Regions from separate parts of the Danio rerio genome. Here region 2 is linked to region 1. Evidence: chromatin contacts called from public Hi-C data. All regions are on one chromosome and are shown on one strand. Each heading gives the region's core, a stretch centred on a gene start, on an enhancer-like site or on the middle of the called end of the contact. The rest is flanking DNA. Distances are from core to core; before and after follow the strand shown.

The links. A called contact is a pair of places that touch in the nucleus more often than the background predicts.
Region 2: a Hi-C map of hematopoietic stem cells shows a contact between it and region 1, with 3 times the contacts expected there. The contact joins the enhancer-like site here to the promoter of LOC141385840 in region 1. A contact is called at or near these places in 3 of 18 Hi-C or Micro-C datasets (caudal fin, embryo and hematopoietic stem cells) and 1 of 4 datasets of contacts at active chromatin or transcription factors (caudal fin).

The regions. Positions count from the first base shown.
Region 1 is chr5:33,970,822-33,975,148 of GRCz12tu, forward strand. LOC141385840 (membrane-spanning 4-domains subfamily A member 4A-like) reads left to right here and starts at 2,880. Exons shown (of 9, transcript XR_012406927.1): 1 at 2,880-3,133. It also overlaps a transcript of garnl3 not described here.
Region 2 is chr5:34,181,978-34,185,964 of GRCz12tu, forward strand. si:dkey-34e4.1 reads right to left here. Exons shown (of 12, transcript XR_012406925.1): 8 at 1,852-2,007. The region is part of intron 2 of LOC141385844 (a long non-coding RNA gene); the gene reads left to right. Among named protein-coding and RNA genes, the nearest start is that of ms4a17c.1, 42 kb to the left of the region's middle. Within about 2 kb of position 1,799, at least 6 of the 62 cell types and tissues checked have an H3K27ac peak or open chromatin away from gene starts, as enhancers often do.

The DNA of each region.
Region 1 (4,327 bases), core at 1,630-4,129:
CTGAGTAAACTAAGTAAAACTGCACCAGTTAGTTCCAAATTGGACCCCTTTTTTTCAGTGTTCCCGCTTCACTTGTTTTGTTCCATGCTCCTCAAAGTAAATATGGCAGAGTTTACGCATATCCAAAATGAACTACAATAACTAAACAATTGAACCTATCCTTCCTAATGAGATCTCACCCTCATTTTATCCCTCATAAACTCATTTTCATCTCTGGTAAATTCAGTATGGTGTTTAACCAGAATAGCATGGACTTTCAGTGTCCAACATCTTTTCACTTTTGTACTGCAAAGTTTGCACTGGTAGTCTCTGCTGAGGTCAGTGCAGAGCCTGCTCCGCAATAACTTTCCATGCTTGTAAAAATTCCTCTGTTATTAGACTATAAGCCCTCGAGAGCCCAGGCCTTTCACATTTATTGTAGTGTTAAACAAATGGTATTGCATAAACACTGTCCTTCCTCTTTGTCCAGTGGGTTTTGAGCTTACAGCATTTCGAGGATAGTTGGGTGCTTGCCTTGACCTCAAGAACACTGCATGAAAATAGCAAAGCTGTGTGTTTGTGGAACTTTAGTTAATGTTTTGATTTTAATGACAGCACTTTTTCTATAGTATCATTGTATATTTTCTGTTTTTAAAGTATAACTTATTTTTATAGTATTTTTTATAATTTGTGCAGTTTATAGTTTTTTATAATAAAGGAATGTTAAACGTTTTTTTTGCATTGCTGTGTGATTTCTTTTGTCAGCTTCAGGAAATGAGGGGCAGTGGGCTGAATACACACTGTAAATGAGAGCTGATCAAGAAACATAGACAAAGAGAGAGAAAGAAATCAAGAGAGGCGGATGAATTGCTGCCAAGTTTTGTGGCAATTATAACACAGCAGACCCCTTTGTTGATTTATGCTCAACGAGGGCAGGAAAAAGACTGACAGGAAAAGATAGACGGGTTTAAAAAACTTTATGAGAAAGGAATGTTAATGTTAAAAAAATCAGACTTCAGCACTGCCACAATTGTTCAGCTCAATCTTAATTGAGAAAAGAGAATTGCTACTAATTGCAGAAGCAAGGCAGGAAAAATGTCAGAGGGCAGCAGAGGAGATCTTGCTAGAGAGTGTGGGTGTTTGAGCCTGAATGTAAACCTAGTCATCTGAAACATGCCTTTGCTTGTCAAAGAAAGAATGAATGAAAGGAAAAACACAAGCAAATATAGGGTGCAAGCTAACATAAGAAACACATTCAGACATTTGTAAAATAAATCTCGCTACTGTCATAGAATACAAGAGTTTTGATGAGTAAGTTCTGGTTTAAATGTTACGTTTCCCATCTGGAATTTAAAACTGGTTAGTAACTAATGGGGATTAAAATAGTGTAATTGTGTCATTTTAAGAAACACTTTAAACTTAAAAAAATATCAATAAAATGTTGAAATATTTGAATATGAATTTTGGCACAGTTTTCCCCATATTGTGTTGATATGGTAAGTAACCCAGCCCTAAGGCAGCACACTTTAAAGGGGTGGTCCTCTATGATATCATATTTTAAACTTTAGTTGATGTGTAATGTAGCTGTGTCAACAAATAACATCTCTGAATCTCTTTACAGAGTTAGCTTTGTTTTCTTTGGACTACAAAAAATACATTCAGGATAGTAAGATCGCAAACATTTCAGACGCAATTATCACAGGAATACCACACGCAATGAAGGGTCATGGCCAGAGGCTGTTATAGTAGAGAAAGCTTCCTTTGTTTTGGGGCTTCCAAAGGACACGACACACAAAAAAAGAAGTGCTTACAGTTTAATTTTAATTATGCTCCTGGAAATTATAAAAAAATACATAGCTAGCATTTGACAAAGGACATCTTCCAAAATCTCTCCCAATTCAGTGCCCGATTCAGCTAAAATCTCCTTAAAGAAGGAGCAGCTCCAACTATAATAGCAGAAGCTGTAGATCGTCAGCCACAATCTGTATTTTCATATGTTAAAATTGATTTATTACATGCATAGTTTCTAGCATTTAGAGTATGTTGTAGTGAGGACATAAACAACAGGAAATGCTGTTTGGCACTGCTAACAATCTAGCTACAAATTTATATTTATGAGTCAAACCTCTGTAAACACCCACAATCAACAGCAGCACATGCAGTGTCTCTATGCAGCCGCTTTCCCTGCGTTCTACATCTCAACTAATGAAATTGCAAAAAATATTGAACATTTTATATTACTTACCCTATGTTTTGAATGTATGTGCTCTTCATTTTCTGTCTCAAGGTACAAACAGCTACTGTTTACACAGCGCAAAAGCCCGTGCTTGTAGGGACGTGATGTGGAGACGATCCGTGAATCACAGCACATTATGTTAACTGGCCAATCAGAGCCTCTTGAGGACAGGCCTCTTGAAGGAACTAGGAAATATGACTGTCATTTTCAGGTTAGCTGAGTAGCTGTATATAATCTGTATATAAGATATATGAAAAAAATAACTTGATTTTCTACAAATGAAGCATGCCCATCATATAAACACAACAAAGACTTAAAATACACTGTGGACCACCCCTTTAAAGATCACCTTTATAGGCTACAATATTTATGGTTGATAGATGCATTTTAGTAGTAGCTTAATGACTAATTAAGTTTCAAAGTAATACTGTGGTTAAAAGTAATACTTAAGCTGACCTCTGATAATGATATAAGGAGATTTTGTATAATTAAAAGGAAAACTAATTAGTTAAGTTTTGGCCTGCTTATATATTCATAGAACAAACAAAGCCCTAAAAAATATGAAGGTGAGTTAATTAAATTTAAAAGATTGTGCTTGCTTTGATGAAACAGCTGACTGTTTAGGCGCCATTTGTGTTTAGGCCCGAGTTTTTGTTGTGTTTGCACCGTTTTACCAGCAGATGTCATCAGCATGCGGTTTTGAGAAACTAAATACAAAACTTCAGAAAAGCTTAGTTTTCGCCATTAATACCAGATTTGAAATCGATCTTATCAAGTAGTTCAAGCAAGCCTAAAGTTATTTTTGTAATATGGTTAGTCTAGTTGCAGCTTTCCCCTTCGTTCAACCACGTGCACGTTGTGTAGAGTTCTACGATTGGACTTAATGTCAAGTATCTCTCACTGAAGCTGGAGGTAAAGGTAAGTGTAATATGTAGTTCCCTGTTATCTGTAGATCTCAGTGTTGTCTGTCAGTCTTGCAACGGAAAAAGTTCAAGTTTTAACTCTCGTTAGCTTTTTGTTTTGTCATAATCTCTACCTGACCAGATTTTTTTAGCCTTTAAGCTGAAAACCAATTGTTGCCTAAATTGGTCTAGGTAACTAGCATTACATTTCATGTTATATATCATAATATTGACTGTTTCTTTTTCTTTTTTTTTTAAAATCACACTTAACATGGTATACAATGCAATAATGTAGTCAGAAATGACAGATAAGTGTAAGTACATCATCTAAATGTTTAAACATTTACTCCAATCTACTTACACTTGTTAAAACACAAACTGCATGCTCAAATTTCATAAATATTTATTTCATATCAACAATAATAACTACAGCAGTGGGCTACAGCACTTTCAAATAAATGCTATAATAATAATAATAGTAGTAGTAGATTTTGAGGCCACATCTGAAACACAAACATTTACAAGTAGTACTTGGCGTTAAAAACAATGGCAATACAATATTTTAAGACACTTGGTGTTTTTTTTATTTGTTTTTGTTTAATTTCTGATATCACAGACTTTCTGCAACAGTCTAAACAGTTAATATTGATATAGATACAAAACCACTGCAAAAAACAATCAGGAGAGTAAACAGAGGGATGGGGAAGACAACAACAGACAGTATGCCAACAGAAAAAATATATTCCATCAATCTCTTGCACATCTATTCTCATCAAAAAACAAATGGCAAATAAATAATATTGAAAACTTTTAATTTACAAAAATATTCCCAAGTTTTCCCTTTTTAGTCCAGACTGCTACTAGTGTTGAGTGAGTTACACTGAGATGAAGAAAGGTTTAGCGTGAAGCGACATGCAATCAGCGAAGCGCTTTAATACTTACACCTCCTCTTGTGCTGTTCCTGAGGCTCTTGTGTTCTGGTGTCACTTTGATGACAGTTTTTAACATCTCTGAGTTTGAACTGTAAACATCTATATTCTTCTTCTCATTTTACACTGCAAACTGTTTTTAACCCCCAAAGGTTTTGTATTGTTTTCCATGTAAAAAACACTGTTTTAGCATAACATCTGTTTTTTTTTTCCTGAAATTATATGTTTGGGAAATAATGTATATATTATAGATTAGGTAAATAGATAGTTTTAAAGGAACT
Region 2 (3,987 bases), core at 549-3,048, 210 kb after region 1:
TTTAAAATTTCCCCATACAGTAGGACTCCACAAAATTAGACAAATCTGACATTGTGATATTTTGTTGTGCCACAATATGTGAAGTTTATTCATAAACTAATTTCGAGAGGATCACGTGATTATGATTGAACACGGCTGGTTTTGCATTAGCATGCATGATCCACCAATCAAGCCATTCCTAACCCACTATAAAGAGGGTTTTTCACTACCGTCATCTTCGATTTGAAGCATCCCCACTTCCACCCCTACCTCTTCACCTTTCCCTCCATAGGGCGACATGGTGGCCCAGTGGTTAGCACTGTTACCTCACAGCAAGAACGTCACCGGTTCTAGTCTTTTAACAGGACGGTGTTCGTTTCTGTGCGTAGTTTGCACGTTCTTCCTGTGCTCGTGTGGGTTTTCCCTGGGTCCTCCGGTTTCCTCCCACATTCCAAAAACATGCACAACAAGTGAATTGATCAATCTCTCATCCTGCAGCATATCTCTTCATAGCATTTAATTTTTAGTCATCAGTTCTTATCAAAGGGGAGTTGTCGAGATCTACCTGAGCTCAAGGCTCCCCTCTCGCCCTGCAAACGGGAGGGAGCCCAGGGCTCAAGGACCTTTTTGAGCTCAGGGCTCTCTCCCGGGACAGCATGCCAAACTTGCTTACAAACAATCATCAGCTAAGTGTGAACTCTTGAAATATTGTGATATGAATGTAATTTCACCAGATTGTTTGAATAGTATTTGTAAAGTTTTCATCAATTTGATTTCAGTACTTTGTTTAGTTTCTGTACTTAAATACTGATAGATAATATTATTTACTGTCATCATGGCAAAGATAAAATAAATCAGTTTTTAGAGATGAGTTAAAGAAACTATTATGTATACAAATGTGTTAAAAAAATCGTTTGTCCATTAAACAGAAATTGGGGGGAAAAAAATTAACAGGGGTGCTGATAATTCAGGGGTAATAATAATTCAACTGTCTTTCAAGCATACTTGAAAAACCATGGCACTTAAGTAGTAATACCGTTGTTATGGGAAGTTTATATAAGAAATATGATTTCAGCACATCTAAGCTTGTTTTAAACTTTAACCAACAGTCAATTAAACAATCACCAACAATAACAAAATTGTCCATTTTGCTGTCCCATTGGAAATTTGAAAACAACTGGTTTACATTTATTCTGGCTTTAGTTTTATTAGTTAATCTTTAAAGACATTTTTTAGAGACACAAAATTGATACCTAAAAGAAACTTAAAAACACTATGAAGTCTCCTGAGATTCTCTCATCTCTGAGGTTTAAAACGTTTCACTGGACAAGAAGTGAGTGCACTTCAATTTATTTTTCCAAGCTCTTATTATGCAGTAGCGTGACTGTGCTGAATCAGAGCTGAAAGCCCATCATCTTCCTCTCTCTCTCTCTCTCTCTCTCTCTCTCTGCCTTTCTCATCATAACATCATCGGATCCCTATACATTATCCCAAACGAGAACAAATATCATTATCTGGATACTGAACAAAGTGACTCACTAAATGAACAACATGAAGCTGTTTATTGCCTCTATCAGCTGTGTGTTCTGCGTGTATCTTTGCTTTATCATTGGATATGAAACATAATTTAGACTTATGTGAGTGCTTTTTAACAAAGGCTATCAAAAATCATTTCAACAGAGAATGATGAATAGGGTTGTGCAGAAAATGTGTCTCTAAAATTGTGGAAGTGGGTGAAAAGATTTGCACTCCGACAAGAGAGCTAATCATTATAGGGGAAAAAACAGCCTGAAATAACGACTCAACTGCTGTATTTTACATAGAGCTGTAGCGCCTCCCAGTGGTAGAAAAGAGCAGAATCGATGTCTTTACCTGTGCAACGGCGATCTGTGTTTGCTGCTGCTGTTGTAGAAGCTGTTGTTGGAGAAGCTGTAGGTGGTGTTTGGTGGCCAGCGGTGTGAGCGAAGGAGAGCAGGGGCTGCTGGGAGATAAAGTGTAGAGGGAGACGCCCTCCACCTCCTGTAAAGACTGAGAGATGGAGAATATCAGAATGTGAGAAACTTAAAGAAAAAGAAACTGTCCTCCTGTGAAACTAACATTATTTAGCAGTTTATATATGTAGAGCATTAGCTGAGTTAGCATTAGCATAAGATAGTTGAGTAAAAGGATAAATATAGAAAGAGATTGTGTGTTTGCATTAGGCGAGCATTTTAACATGTGGATCCATGGGAGCAGAGGACACATTAAGTGCCTTTGTGAAAAGAGGAATATGTACACACACACACACACAAGTACACAAACGCATTTAAACACACTCACACTGAGAGAGAAACTAATTTTCTCTAAGTAGCTTTAGCTTGTCTGTTATAAAAGGTTCTAAGACAGAGACAAAACTCGAGGGATTTGAACACCAAAACACTCTCTGCTTTTTCACCTAATGGCTTTTTTCTGTCTCTACTACAGAACCTTTAGTCTCACACGGTTCTTATCATACATTTAAAGACATTTATTTATAAAAAAGACATTATTTAGTAGGTTAACAGCACAGCTCTCTGGCATACTGGTATAACATTAGTTTGGAATAACATAAGTTAATATGCTATAACTAAAGTATTATTCAGTGGTGGAAAGAGAACTGAAAAATCATACTCCAGTTAAAGTACCATGAAATGTAGTGCAAGTAGAGTAAAAGAATCTGTTGCAAATATTTCTCAAAGTAGCCGTTTTAAAAGGACTCAAGAGTAGTGAGTAGTTTTAGTGTAATGAGTATTATTATGTAAAAAGTTGATGTTTTCACATGTGATGTAGTTGTGTGTGTAAACGTAACATTTTGTAGTGCATTTAATTTTTACCTAGCAAGCACAAAATGTCATAAAATGTTAATATTAGCTTTAGATTTAGGTCGGGTAACCAAAATTCAACATCTAGCCATTGTCTAAGGACAATGTTTTTTTGATGTCCAATAATGATGTCAAATGATGTTGATATTTGGCTGATTTTTTGGCTGAAGAAGACCAAAATCCAAAGTCAAGACAACTTCTTAAACCAACACCATATTGACATCAAATACTGGCATTTATTTGTCAGGTATGACAACCAAAATTCACATCTAATAGACGTCAAAGTGGTAACGTCCACACAAAGCTGTAACATCATTAGACATTAATATTTGTTGATTCTTAGTTTGGACTTTGGACATTGATGTCAGTCTGACGTTGGGTTCTGATATCAACACAATTTTAATTTCCAAACAAAATGCAACATCCCCACGAGTTTGGGGTACATCGTCAATCTGACGTCATTTTGACTTTTTGTGCCTGCTGGATGTTTAAGGCCATTTTGGTTATCATACAGTAAACATGTGTCATCTTCTCATTAGCATCATGCATCTAAAAAGTCTCTGGGTCAATTGGTGTAAGATTTTGCCATTTTCTGGGACACTTTTAATGCTTCCAAACTGTTTTCTGCATTTATAAACCACCCATGTCTTAGTGTAGAACGATATGATTTACTTTCTATGTGTGATTTGATTGGACAGGAATTACAGGACTGATTTTTCTAATCTCTATAGAAAAGAAAAAATAAAGTAGTGACTGCAGATTGAAGGAAGGTAGTGGAGTAAAAGTACCAATACTGCACTAAAAATGTACTCAAGGGAAAATAAAAGTACACATTTTTAAAACAACTTAGTAAATTACAATTCCTGAGAAAAACTACTCAATTACAGTATTTAAATTTTTTGAAATTTGTTTTTTTTTACACCTCTGGTATTTACTAATCTGAATATTTATTTTAATATTTAGATTAGATTCAATTTTATTGTCATTACACATTTACAAGTACGAGGCAATGAAATGCAGTAATACTAAAGTAAATACTAATAATATTCTAGTACACTTTTACAAACAATTTTATTTGTTATTACTATTAAATGTAACTGAGCTAACATAAATGAACAATAAGCAGTATTTTTATTACATTTACATTTTGGCAAAACACTTTTATCCG